Regions from separate parts of the Mus musculus genome. Here regions 2, 3 and 4 are each linked to region 1. Evidence: chromatin contacts called from public promoter capture Hi-C data. All regions are on one chromosome and are shown on one strand. Each heading gives the region's core, a stretch centred on a gene start, on an enhancer-like site or on the middle of the called end of the contact. The rest is flanking DNA. Distances are from core to core; before and after follow the strand shown.

Region 1 (3,270 bases), core at 495-2,994:
CTGAAATTACTTTGGACCTAGAACTCAAAAGGATGAGCTTTTAGCAAAATTAAACATTTTGAAATTTGGATTTGGGATGAGTAGAAATGGAATATTGAAATTTACCAAATTTAGGAATGCTTATAAAAAGGAAGATAAATTAAACCAAGTAGCTTTTTGAGCAAAGACAGCACAGGTATTATACAATAGGAATAAATAAGTACATTAGTCAGCCATGAGATACGCTCATGGGAATACTCAGAAAAAATCACACATATATGTTGAACGTGAGCAAAAAGAAGTTCCTAGCAGACACCAGCTGTTCACAAAAGATAATTAATAAAAAAGAATATGCATGCCCACTCAGTGACTTGCATGTAAGTTGACATGACAGCTTTTATAACTGTTAAAAATTCATAATTGTCAAAATTTAGAAATGCACTTCTTATTAACATGTGAATGAGAAATATTGTTGAACACTTGTGCAATACAGAAATGATTTGTAAGTAGGAAAATGAAACACTGATCAGAAAAATCGGCTTGAGTTGCCGAAAACATGATAGTGACAAGAATAATAGTGAAAGATGCAAGGAAATATGGAGCCAAACACAAATCTGTACATAATATAGGCCATCCTCATTTATAGCATAGGTCAGCACATGCCTGCTTACATGGGGCCAGGGTCAAGGTACAGAAAAGAACTTTGTAAGGTGAAAAAATTGCTCTGTTTTACTTTGATGCTTTCTATTGCTGTTATGAAACACCATGAACAAAGCAACTTGAGGAAGGAAAGGATTGATTTTGCTTAAACTTCCTCATCATTGTCCATCATCGGAAAAATTCAGGGCAAGAACCAAACTGAGCATGAGCGTCATTGCACATCTGATGAAAAGTGCATCTTATTGTCTTGTTCCCCCAAATTTGCTCATCCTACTTTCGTACCCAGCAACACCATCCCATGTGTGATACTCATGATAAGCTAGGCCCTCCTATATCAGTCACTAATTAAGAAAATGCCCAACAGGCCTGCTTATATCTTATTAAGGCACTTTCTCAATTGAAATTTTCTCCTCTCAGGTGTCTTTTGTTAAGTTGACATAAAAGTAGTTTCAGAATGGTGCTTGAAAAGATATACATATTAGTTAAAATTCATATTTCTCATGACATACAGTGGATGCATTTACATGTAGACTCCAAAGTCAGGACTTGAATTTTAAAATTTAATTGACAAACAATGAGCCACACTCTTTCAGAACTGAAGGACATTACAAATGAAAACACTGCCTGATCCTGACTGTTAATAAATATCAACAGTGACATGATCCAGAAAACTGACAATAATGAAAATTTGGTTACGGATTAAAACATATTACTATATCCAAGTTGAATTTTTTTTGATGTTTAGTATGATGCTATAAAAGAAATTACTAAATTCTGAGCCACAAGCAAGGTTTGACTTGGACGAACCCTGAGGACAGCATGATAAAGCAAGCCAGATACAAAACAATGTGCTCTGTCACTTAGATGACATACACAGCAGCAAAATTTGAAAAGAAGTTATCCCTGTCAAGGCCAGAACAGAGAGATGAGATTATTATTTAATGAGTCTAGTGTCAGTTCTGAAGATATCAGCACTCTGTGATGGACAGCTGCAACAATGGCCGCAGACAACATTGGTGTGCTGCTGCCACTGAACTGTGTGCTCAAAATGGGTAAATGGTAAGTTCTGTGTCATGTGCATGCTACCTCAGCACATGAAACTTCTGCCTATTCTCCACGAACAGAGAAAACAGCTGTGCTCTTAAGACCGGAAAGAACTCAAGTGGTACTTCCTCATCCACAGTGCTGCCTCCGAGAATAAAAGATCAGTATCAAGGGGTTCTGCTATATCTTAAACTCATTAATTTTTCAAAGAATATTGATTTTGTGTATTATATGTAACAAAAATCTGATATAAAATGCTGTCTTCTGATGTCATAAGAAAAATAAATGACGGGGAAAGAACTGTTGCTACAAAAATACCTTTCTACTCAGGAATACTATTAAAAGCTCACTGTTAAAAATAAAAAAAAAATAAAAAGAAATTACTTTGCCCTGGAAAATATTTATGTTCTGGACAGCTTAGTATCATCATCATCATTATTATTAGGCATCATAATACAGAATCACACTCTGTAGCACATATTGTCATCAAACATGTGAATCTTAAACTGGTCCCAAACTTACATACCTATAAAATTATAATTCTTGACCTATCATATGCAGCTAGGTAAAGTAGAGTGTTTTATCTTTGAGATTACAACTTTCATCAAATGGATCAAAGAGAGATTGAGAGTTGAATGAAAACATGTGTAAATTATGGAAGTTTGTATGAGTTTCTTGGACTAGTCAGGCAACAATTTACCAATGCTAAACATATTATTACTGAAAATAAATGCCTTCTAAAGGTATAAATTCTCGTATGTGCAAAAAGTAACAAACACTAACCAAATGATAACAAGTACAAACACACAACTATATCCTAGTTCTTAATTGTGCTGTCAGAACAGTGGGATATTGAAATGGTTGTTCCTAACAATGACAAAGTGTCTGCTATTTATCAGTATTATATATTTGCTTCCGTGTCATTTCGGGAAATAGAGAGTAATACCTCAGGATTTGGAGCAAAAGCATCCATTTTACAGACAATGCTGCTCTGTGTACCAGTAAGAAAGAGGTCTTCTGCTGTGTTAAGACAGATTTCCAAAGAGTTAAGACAGATTTCTTCTCTTGCCAGCTCATCAAACTATTTGCACAGTGGACTGAGAACTGTGGTTAAAACATTTTGTCACTAAGTAGTCACAAATCAACACAGGAAATCAACAAAGATGAAAAAAAATTCTACTTTTACATATCCTTCACTTGTCACACTGACTCAGGATATGTATCTACTATTTTTTTCACAGACATAGGAGTGGGCTTTGCCATAGTCATCATTATATGTGTGAAACTAAAAAATGCACTGTCTCTGTATTATACAGTAATTCAATTACTGTGAAATCACTAGAAAACAATATATATATATGATATATATGTGTGTGTGTATGTGTATATATTTATATATATATATGTGTGTGTGTGTGTGTGTATGTATATATATGTATGTGTGTGTGTGTGTGTGTGTATATATATATATATATATATATATATATATATATATATATATATTATTTAATTTTGAAACTTACATTGATTTATGCCAAGATTTTTAAAACAAGGTTTATAAACAGAAATGTACAGAATATGGACTTA
Region 2 (3,270 bases), core at 360-2,859, 960 kb after region 1:
AATCTCCAAAGATATTATCTACTTTTCTTATCTCAAAAGTGCAAGGATCAAGTAAAAACCTGTAGGATTCCATCTGCCCTTAGTAAGGTATCATTAAGAACCTGCTTCGGCTAGCAACACAGGGTTCTATCTTTCATTTTGTGTGGAAATGGTCCAAGGAGCATCTTGGTAGAAAGTGCCACAATGTAACACCCACAAGACCTTTAAGGAACTTTTTAGTGAGAGTGGGGAAAAAAAAAATTGGCAGGAACCAAGTTTTTAAAGCCTTGGGAAAACAAGAACCAGAGAACTGTCAGGGGTGGGGAACACCGAATGGTGTTCTATTTCTTCCACAATTATTCCTTCAGCTTTCTCGCTAGAATGGGGAGGAAGCTCAGAGAGCAGGCGAGCCCAATCGGCCCCACCCAGAAACAGTGAACATTTCTGAAGCATCCTACACCATCTGTTAACTTTCCTGTTTCGGATAGCAAACCACATGCGCACGCACACACCCTCCGGGGAGCTTATCCACCACCCACCTGCTAGGCAAGCTTGTGGAAGGCCTCACACCGGGCGTTCCTTAAGGAAGATGAGGACACCCAAATGTGCGACAAAATACAACAGCCACAGTTATAAAACCTCTGCCCCGCGCCCCGCGAAATCTCCAGTCCCCACCTTCCCTTTCCCTCCAGTAACAAGTCGTAAGTGTTTTGGACACTCGTCCTACTCCACTTCCGACTAAGTTTTCCCGGCCGTCACACCACGTGTGTTCCCACGGTGCGGGAGAGGGGATGGTGCAGCAATTGGAAGGTACTGGAGGCTCTTTGCATCTGTGGGCACAGTAAGGGGAGGCGAGTGCCCGCCCCAAGTTTCCCGGGGCGTTGCAACATCCCTGTGCCGGCATGTGGCCCGCAGGAGCATGGCGGCTGTCCCAAGCCCACGAGGGAAGGGTGTCAGAGACAGACACCTGACCCTCCCAGGCCTAGGGGGTAAAAAAAAAAAATACACCACACAATAAAATCTTCCCAAGTCACCCCTCTCGTGCCTTCCTAGTGTCCCCTCCTCCCCACCGAGGAAACGTGCTGCTTTCCCGACCCACAGCCAAGACTCCCCAGAGCTGGCCCACGTGTCCCAGCCCGCCCTGCATCCACGTCCATCCTCGCCCGCCGTCTCTCCCGGGCTGCAGGCAGGGACTCACCGAGAACTTTCTTCTCCGCGTCCTCGCCGCCCGCGGGGGCTGATGAGGCCGGGGCGGGCCCGGGGGCTGCGTCTCCGCCGGGGCTCCCCGCGAGCAGCGCGGCGGGCGCCGGGGCCTGGGGCGCGCCGCTGGCCGCCGGGCTCTTAGGCGCGGGGTCCGGGGGCGCCGCGGCGGGCGCGTCGGCCGCGGCCTGCGGGAGCGTGGTGCCGCCGGTGGTGGCCTCGCCCGCCTCGCTCATGCCGCCTCTCCGCTCTCTCCGGGCACCTCGGTGGCGGTTGGCGGCGGTTAGCGCGGTGGCAGTCGCGGCGTCCGGCTCGCTCTCGGGGAGGCCGGTGCGGATCGCGCGGCGCGGCGGCGGGCGGCGGCTCGAGGGCTGGGGACGCGCGCGCTCGCGGTCTCGCTGGATCTCCCGGCCCCGAAGATGGCCCCGCGCAAGTGCTCGCGGGCGGCGGGCGGGCAGGCGGACGCGGGGCGGGGAGAGAGAGGGTGGGGAAAGCCGCCGTAGCTGCTTATTAGCATTTAAAGGCGCCCGCGCTACTCGGCAAGGCTCCCGGAGCTGGTTAGTCCGGGGATGCGGGCACCCGGGCGAGGTCGCCGCGGAGCAGAGGAGACATACCCTCCCCAAGACGTCTTTCACCTGAGCCTGCTTCCTGAGAGGTGGAGTGGGCCCACAGCGCCTTAATAAAACAAAAACAAAAACAAAAAAAAAAACCTCCTTTACATTTGCACATCCAGCAGATACCAGAAAGTATTCTGGGCGCTGAGATAGGAACTAGAGTAACCTGGGAGCTGTGGTTAGCCCGCTCCAGTATTCCTAGTACACAAGAGGCTGAGGCTGGAATGTCATTGAGAGTAGCCTAGCTTGGGCTACTGAGGCTGTCTTTCAACTATCCCTCCTTCCAAGTAGTAACACACACACACACACAAAAAAAAAAAACAGACAAGGGGTTGGAGATGTAGCTTAGAGGATCCAGTGCTCGCATGGGTCAGTTCAAGGTCATCATGAGCAAAAGAAGTTTGAAGGCTGCAAGAGATTCTCTCCAAACAGCCATGTGCGTGCGCCGGAATACCGCCCCTACTCCCCAACAAAACAAAACAATTACTCTTATAAAATCAAAAGGCCTCGTTTAGCGACTCCACAAGTGAGAAAATTAAAATCTAGATCTTCCAGAATGACTGCAAATGCAGGGTTTACACCTGTCAGAGGCAACAGATAATAAGCTGTTAATATGTATTTAATAACCTACGTTGAAAGAGTGGAATAAATCCACATGATACCTTTTGCTCGAGTTGGCTATAATTAGCACTAAACTGGGGAAAGCTTGAGCAACTCAGAGTAAGGCCTGCAAGATGCCTCAGCAGGTAAAGGCTTGCCTCCAAACCTGACCACCTGAGTTTCTTCCCTGGACCTACCAGATGGAAGAAGATAATCAACTCCAAGTTGTCCTGACCTCCATACATGTGCCGTGGCAGCAGCATGCGGTCCCACCACCCCCATAAATGTAAAACCAAAAAACAAACAAACGAAAAATGTATGTTTGAGACAGGTTTCTCTGTGTTAGCCCTGGCTGTCTTTGAACCCGGCTCTGCAGGCCATACTAACCTCTGAGAGATCCTCCTGCATCTCTGCCCTCCTCTCCTCCTGGGGCTGAGATTAGATTAAAGTTGTGTGCTGCTCTGCCAAGCTTAAGAACATTTTTAAGGACAAGGGAACAAGAGTCCTCCTGGTCGCTAGGATGAGACCTACAACATGCAGATGACCTCTAAACACTCCCAGCAGAGGAGTCCACATTACCCTTTACAGAGTGAAGCTTAACACTTGACCAAAGAACTGAGACCTGTACCAAAGACTATCTGGAATATAGGGCCATTTTGCCCCTGCAGCTCAAAATAGTGTCCCAAAGGGGCTGTGAAAAGAGGCTAAGTTATACATGTTTTCAGTGTCTGGTCCAATGAAAGTGTTCTTTTAAAATCCCCTCTTTCCCCACATATTTACCCTCCTTTCACCCGCTACCCCCTGGAAATTGTTGATCAAGTTACCATCTGCCATCAAGATGGTAGTTCTCATGTGCAACTCAAGTTTTGGCATTTCC
Region 3 (3,270 bases), core at 469-2,968, 840 kb before region 1:
AAACTAACATAGCCTAACGAAAATATGTAATATGTAAGGGATTTAACAAGCAAAACCTACTAGAGTTTATGAGGGTTTTTCATCACCATGATTACAAGTGACTTTATGGCAGGCCAGAATCTTCCTTTTCAGGAAGCCTCCTTAATGGAGTGTGCTTTGTAGCCTGGTGCACAATGGGAGGGCACAGTCTTTACAAGCACTGAAAAAAAAATAAGTATCTCCATTGGGATGCTTTTACCAAGCTGTTGTACAGTCTAGGTGCACATGTCTAGGTATAGAGAACTCTCCATTGCTCACATCTTCAGTGGGCATTAAATTCCCTTTCTCGGATCTTTCCTCAATCTTTCAAAGATGTAATTATTAAAGTCACCACTTGCTTTGAACAAATTCTCTTTGTTCAAAGAGCAGTAGACTTAAGAGCAGGGGAAGCAGAGGGAAGAGATGAACATTGGAAGAATTTATTATTATCTGAAACAGATTCAGTGAAGCTCAATATCCCACTGAGTATTATGTGAGTTATGAGATGCTCAACACCCTATGTTCTGTGATCTCAATTCCAATGTTACTGAACTGTATCAAATCCTGATTTATTTCCTTAAAGGCCAGCCTGGTGATAATTTGTCAGCACTGTGTACTCCCATGTGTTGGAACATCAAGGTTTCCAGAAGTTTTAAGAGAAAAAAAAAAGTAAAGGTCATATATATAGGGGTGTATACAGTATTTGTCCAGAGTTTATCAGATATTCAAGAGAGATGATTGGGGAACATGAGATGTGTGTTGAGTGGAGATGAGTAGGAGGGATGGCAAGGAGTGTAAACAATTCATTTACCTGTGTACAAAATGAGAGCAAAATCAAGGATAGCTAGTAGTTTAGAAAGAATTAATGGGAAGATTAAAAGTGTGTGTTGGGGAGAGAGAGATGGGAAGAGAGAAGGTGGGGAGAGGGAGAGAGATCAGGGAAGAAAGAAAAGTGAGAAAACACAATAATACTGAATTCTTTCTGGGTCTTGCTGACTATGGTTGGGGTCAGTGATCAGGGAGCAGAAACACAGAACAAGTATTGGATATCCCAACAGTTTGTACTAAAGATGGGAAATATCAACCCAGAATGTGCAAGTCCAAGGATGTGCTTGGTTTGAGATAAATTCCATGTATGCTTTGGTAAAAGACTGGGCATCAAGCTTAAGTAACCTTAGTCAAATCAGCACTTCTGTGCCTCAGTTTCCCCACTATCAAATTTGGTATTTTCTTTATTAAGCGATCAGATAATATGTGATTTAAAATTTGTTTAACACAAAATAAATAAGTATTTCTTTATTTTGAAGGTAGTAATTCTGTGTGGGATTTTATGATACCAAGTGAGTTTACCATGGTTTATACACCTCTCCATTATTTTCTAAACTGCTTTTAGGGACGACTTTGATGTGTGCACATTGAAAACAATCTTCCTCCAACCTTATTTTGCTGTGGTGTTTTGTACCAAAACTAAAAGAGCAAATTTCCTGTGTGCAGTGGTTCCTGGGTCTTGTTCAAAGCTTGCAGTCTTTCTTCTGCTCATTCCCACTGTGCATCTGTGTCCCACCAACAGATGATTCAATAGCACCGCCACAACACACAGTGTTTCTTCCTCTTTTAATGCTTACTGTCTCCTCCGTAGCTTCCTGCTCAGCCCTGTGGTCCACACCGTTCTTTAAAAAGCACAAACACATCTCTGCACCATCCTTGGAACATCACTTCTCATGGCAGGTATGTGTGCCCCTGTCAGCAGATGTAATAGTAGTGATAAAATAATAACCAGGAAGGATGCCTCTTGTATTAACTAACTTCAAGGAGGGTTTAAAAAAATAAAACAGAAAGCATATAATCTGCAGTAGATATTTTTAGACTTTCTGTGCTTTGATGCTTTCTGTGTTCATTGTTTTCTCGATTCTGTGTTTTGAAACTTGAACATGATTTTATGAAGTGCATACTTTTGTAAACTTTTCCTAACTGAGTTAGCAAGTGGTGTCTATTAGGCATCATGTTAAATTCAGAATAAAACAGAAATTAAATTGATCAACACACACCATATTTCTAACATGGGGACAAAGATGGCCAAATATAAAGGACACTTAAAACTTTATAACTTTTCTTGCTGTGTTGTGGCCTTGCAAAATCACTCAGGCTCACTGACACTGTGTGCTGTTGTTAGCAGTAGAACTATTTTTGACAGTATTGCGTTACTAATACAGATTCTTCTCATATCGAAATATCTTAGCCAATAGGCAAGTGATTTTGAATATGACCTAACATAATGTTTAAGAACAGAAATTCAAAGGCTGGCTTTGTGTCATAATTCAAGGTGCTGTTAATTGAACCCAGATCCTCAATTTATGCTTGTTATGGAACCTCCTGCCATACCAGGTCTAGAAGGTTCCTTTTTATTTTCCTGCAGACATTAACAAACCACTAATCAAAAAATGGTCTGTGTTCAAAGGGACCCCATTCCATCATGGTATTCTCCTGACAAGGATGGTATATAATAAATAACAGACTCTAGGTCTTGACAATATTCTGTTTGGTTTTGAGTGGGCCCTTACTAACTTTATATCTTAAGAAAATAGCATTGTGATTACTGCCCCTCCCCCTTTAAAAAATCATCTCTTTAACACAAAACTTTTTATTCATGACATTCTTGAGAGAAAAAAATGATTATTAAGCAAGCCCACCAAGCGTCATGACTGCTTGTGGATCTATTCTAACCATAGAGATAAGTTTCACTGCTGATTTAAAGAGTCAGAGGTAAATGACTCTAATGAGGCAGAAAATATGTATGAATAACCTCATCAAAGAACAAGGTATACCACTTCAAAAGATTGCTAATGGGTGGTCTTCTGAAGGAACATCTTCGTTCTCCAGTGTTCCACTAGAGAGAGGTGTCTGCACCACTAAAGGAAGAAGTTTTCAGGTTCATTCTTAATGGTTTCTGTTCTTAAGAACGTCATCCACAATGAAGGAGCTAGAGAAAGTACCCAAGGATGGGAAGGGGTCTGCAACCCTATAGGAGGAACAACAATATGAACTAACCAGTAACCCCAGAGCTCGTGTCTCTACCTGCATATGTAGCAAAGGATAGCCTAGTTGGCCATAAATGGGATGAGAGGTCTTTGGTCTTGCAAAGATGATATGCCCCAGTATAGGGTAATGCCAGGGCCAGGAAGTGGGAGTGGGTGGGTTGGGGAGCAGGGGGAGGGGAAGGGTATAGGGATTTTTGGAGAGGAAACTAGGAAA
Region 4 (3,270 bases), core at 526-3,025, 550 kb before region 1:
TGCTCACTCATCATGGGTGTATGTAGAGTGTGTTCTCTGTTAAAATGGTGCCTTTAGTGATATTTAAAGAAACAAAGTGTTCACTTTTAAGTAGGTACCTGAATCTGATGATTCAGAGGGCTGGGAAAGGGTGGGGTCTTCCTAACTCACTTAATGACCCTGACTGGGACTCACTCTGCATATTAAAATCCATTATATTTCTAATAGTCACAGCAATTACTTTTAGGAAATATGAAAGAAATGAAATTAACTAATAAGTCATTATGATATTGACACATTCGTTTGTATAAAATATTTGGCATGTAAAAAGTTTAGGTAAAATTGGAACCACTGGAAATCATTGAAAAACTTGTAAAACAATCTACTCAAATAACAAAGAGGCAAGGCTTTAGGAATAAACTGTTGCTTTAAAATTATTTACACATTTTGATAAAAACACAAATATTAAATGTTCTTTCAAACTTTTTATTTATGCACAACTCTCAGAGTTTCTCAGATACTATATTCAAAACACTATTTGAAGGTGAATACTGCAGGTGATCCAAGACACATGTATATCTTTTGGTTTAAAGCCTCAATCAGCGAAGATGTCCAACATCTCCACCCAGCCATCATCTACATATTCCTTACCATTCTTGGACCTGGTAAATGGATTCAACTAGAAAAGATCCTACTAAATGGAATAATTCAGACCCAGAAAGGCAATATTAAATATCCTCTCTCATCTGAGTTTCTGCTCAAAGTCCTCAGAAATGTTTCATAACATTTAGTAACTGTAGCAACCAGGAAAGTATAACGGGACATTGCCTGGTGGGGTGTGGGAGCATCATAGCAAAGCATGGAGAATAAAATATGAAGTATTAAACTCGTCATTCCATGTACAAAATCATGTCACATATAATATAAAATGATATTACAAGATGTGGATATATGAAAATGAATTTTGTCACTATGCAGCATACATGAGCTAATGCCCATAAAAGGTACAATGTGATAATAGATATCAACATATTAGTAAATAGTAAGTATTCGTAACTGACCTTACCCTCACATTAAGATCTCAGAGGAGAACTAGAAGATAATAAGGACAAGGTTGACATGTCACAGCATTATTATATAGTTTTTTTTAATTCATGAAGTTTTATGACATGATTTACGTTTTGCCTTATTCCTTGGTCCAAAAAAAATCCTTCCAGTACAGAATTCTTTATAAAATTGTTATTTTTTATTTTTGCTTTTGGAGTGGTGCTGGCCAAGCCAAGATACATGTGTACAGAAGACAACTTTACAACGTGAGTTCTCTCACTCTGCCCTCATGTACGTGTTAGAGAAATTATCTTTTCACACTGACCCATCTTATCTGGCTCTTATTATGACATCTTTAAGATGGATAATATATAAACATTTGATGAAGTTAAACATTAATGAACACTGTAGTTCCCTCTACCTTAATTTCTTAGTACACAACACAAGTCACTGCACATTCTGAAAGAAAATAACCAGTACACAATGACAGTTTTCACATGCTACCAGCCTTTAGCTGATCTAACACAACCAACAGAGCTTCTGCATCAATCCTGATCTCATGTCACACCATGTGAAATTCTCTAGAGTATAAGTGATCATTTGATAGAAAACCAATAAGAACAACTATTGTTACCTGTGTCTCTACCCTGAAGAGATTCTGGTGAAGATAATAGATCCTGCAGTTATGGGGGAAAAGTTGTCTTTCCTGGTCTCTATCCTGTAAGAGGCTCCAAGAAGAAAGGCAGAACTAATTTTTTCCTCTGAGTGATACTCTATCTCATGATTTTCTGCCCCTCCTCCTTGACCAAATCGAAAAGAGGAAATTGCTTAATGAAACCTGACTCTGAAAGCAAAGGAAAGAAGTAACATATTGTGCCAGATGCTGCAAAAGAAATGTCCATAATTGAAACTTGAAGACTGAGAAGATGAACACTGCTGCAGAGAGAGCAAAACCAGTGTCCTTAGCAAAACAACTAGAAAAATGTGCAGCTCAGGTTCCTCAGCTCCAGGTTTGTAATAGGCTGTTGAAAAATTTCTCTTATGTTACTGTTTTCTAAGTTACTCTTTGATTTTGAGTTATGCTAATTGCAGCTAAGTGTGTATTAGGAATGCTTTAAAGCACACATATTTCCACTGGTAAAGTCTTCATTATAATCTTCTTGCTATTTTTTTAACTTTGATTTTTCTTTTATTGGTTATTTTACTTATTTACATTTCAAATGTTATCCCCTTCCCCATTATCACTTCCCCAAACTCCCTACCCTCTCAACTCTCCCTCTGCTTCTTTTTATTTTATTGTTTTCTTTTTTAAATTAGGTATTTATTTCATTTACATTTCCAATGCTATACCAAAAGTCCCCCACAGGCTCCCCCACCCACTCCCCCACCCACCCACTCCCACTTCTTGGCCCTGGCGTTACCCTGTACTGAGGCATATAAAGTTTGTACAACCAATGGGCCTCTCTTTCCACTGATGGCTGACTAGGCCATCTTCTGATTCATATGCAGCTAGAGACACGAGCTCCGGGGGAGGGGGAGGATGGTGGTGGTGGTACTGGTTAGTTCATATTGTTGTTCCACCTATAGGATTGCAGATCCTTTTAGCTACTTGGCTACTTTCTCTAGCTTCCCTATCTACCCACGCACTCCTGCCTCACTGCCCAATATTCCCCTACATTGGAGCATACTCCCCTCCCATTGATGCCAGATAAGGCCATCCTCTGCTACATAAGCAGCTGGAACCATGGGTCCCTCCCTCTTTGGTTGTGGGTTAGTCCCTGGGAGCTCTGGGGGATATGGTTGGTTGATAATGTTGTTTTTTCCAATAAGGTTGCAAATCCCTTCATCTCTTTCAGGCTTTCTCCTACCTCCTCCATTGGTGTCCCTATCTGTGTATGGTTGTTGGCTTCCAGCTTCAGCATCTATATTGGTCAGGATCTAGTAGAACCTTTCAGGAGACAGTCATACCAGGCTCCTGTCAGCAAGCACTTCTTGACATCAGCAATAGTGTCTGGGATTAGTGGCTGAATATAGCATGGTTACCTACCTAGATGAGACAGTCTCTGGGTAGCCTTTCCTTCAGTCTCTTCTCTACTCTTTGTCCCTGCATTTTGTTTAGACAGGAGCAATTCTGTGTTATAAATTTTGACATGTGTTTTTGGCCCCCTCCTTTAAACAGTAGCCTTAACTAACCTGGATATGGTCTCTTTAGGTTTTTTTCTGCCCTTTGTAGGGCATTTCAGA

Evidence for each region. Promoter capture Hi-C pulls out the DNA fragments that hold promoters and counts their contacts.
Region 2: a promoter capture Hi-C map of the HPC-7 cell line shows a contact between it and region 1, with 5 times the contacts expected there. The contact joins the promoter of Ybx3 here to the enhancer-like site in region 1. A contact is called at or near these places in 5 of 39 promoter capture datasets (the HPC-7 cell line, cranial neural crest, hematopoietic stem and progenitor cells and 1 more) and 1 of 115 datasets of contacts at active chromatin or transcription factors (large pre-B cells).
Region 3: a promoter capture Hi-C map of the HPC-7 cell line shows a contact between it and region 1, with 9 times the contacts expected there. The contact joins the promoter of Klrd1 here to the enhancer-like site in region 1. A contact is called at or near these places in 10 of 39 promoter capture datasets (the 3T3-L1 cell line, 3T3-L1-derived adipocytes, the HPC-7 cell line and 6 more), 1 of 115 datasets of contacts at active chromatin or transcription factors (large pre-B cells) and 1 of 9 other capture datasets (adipose tissue).
Region 4: a contact with region 1 is called in a promoter capture Hi-C map of the HPC-7 cell line, with 4 times the contacts expected there. The contact joins the promoter of Klra17 here to the enhancer-like site in region 1. A contact is called at or near these places in 18 of 39 promoter capture datasets (the 3T3-L1 cell line, 3T3-L1-derived adipocytes, the C10 cell line and 11 more), 1 of 115 datasets of contacts at active chromatin or transcription factors (extraembryonic endoderm stem cells) and 1 of 9 other capture datasets (liver).

What each region holds. Positions count from the first base shown.
Region 1 is chr6:130,427,962-130,431,231 of GRCm38.p6, forward strand. No RefSeq gene overlaps it. Among named protein-coding and RNA genes, the nearest start is that of Klra1, 43 kb to the left of the region's middle. Within about 2 kb of position 1,745, at least 9 of the 459 cell types and tissues checked have an H3K27ac peak or open chromatin away from gene starts, as enhancers often do. A contact at or near this core is called in the HPC-7 cell line, where this site is marked.
Region 2 is chr6:131,386,841-131,390,110 of GRCm38.p6, forward strand. Ybx3 (Y box protein 3) reads right to left here and starts at 1,610. Exons shown (of 10, transcript NM_139117.2): 1 at 1,178-1,610. The coding sequence starts at 1,415.
Region 3 is chr6:129,590,092-129,593,361 of GRCm38.p6, forward strand. It overlaps Klrd1 (killer cell lectin-like receptor, subfamily D, member 1), which reads left to right and starts at 1,719. Exons shown (of 6, transcript NM_010654.4): 1 at 1,719-1,746. The coding sequence starts at 1,740.
Region 4 is chr6:129,874,897-129,878,166 of GRCm38.p6, forward strand. It overlaps Klra17 (killer cell lectin-like receptor, subfamily A, member 17), which reads right to left and starts at 1,776. Exons shown (of 8, transcript NM_001381962.1): 1 at 1,661-1,776; 2 at 1-51. The coding sequence starts at 14.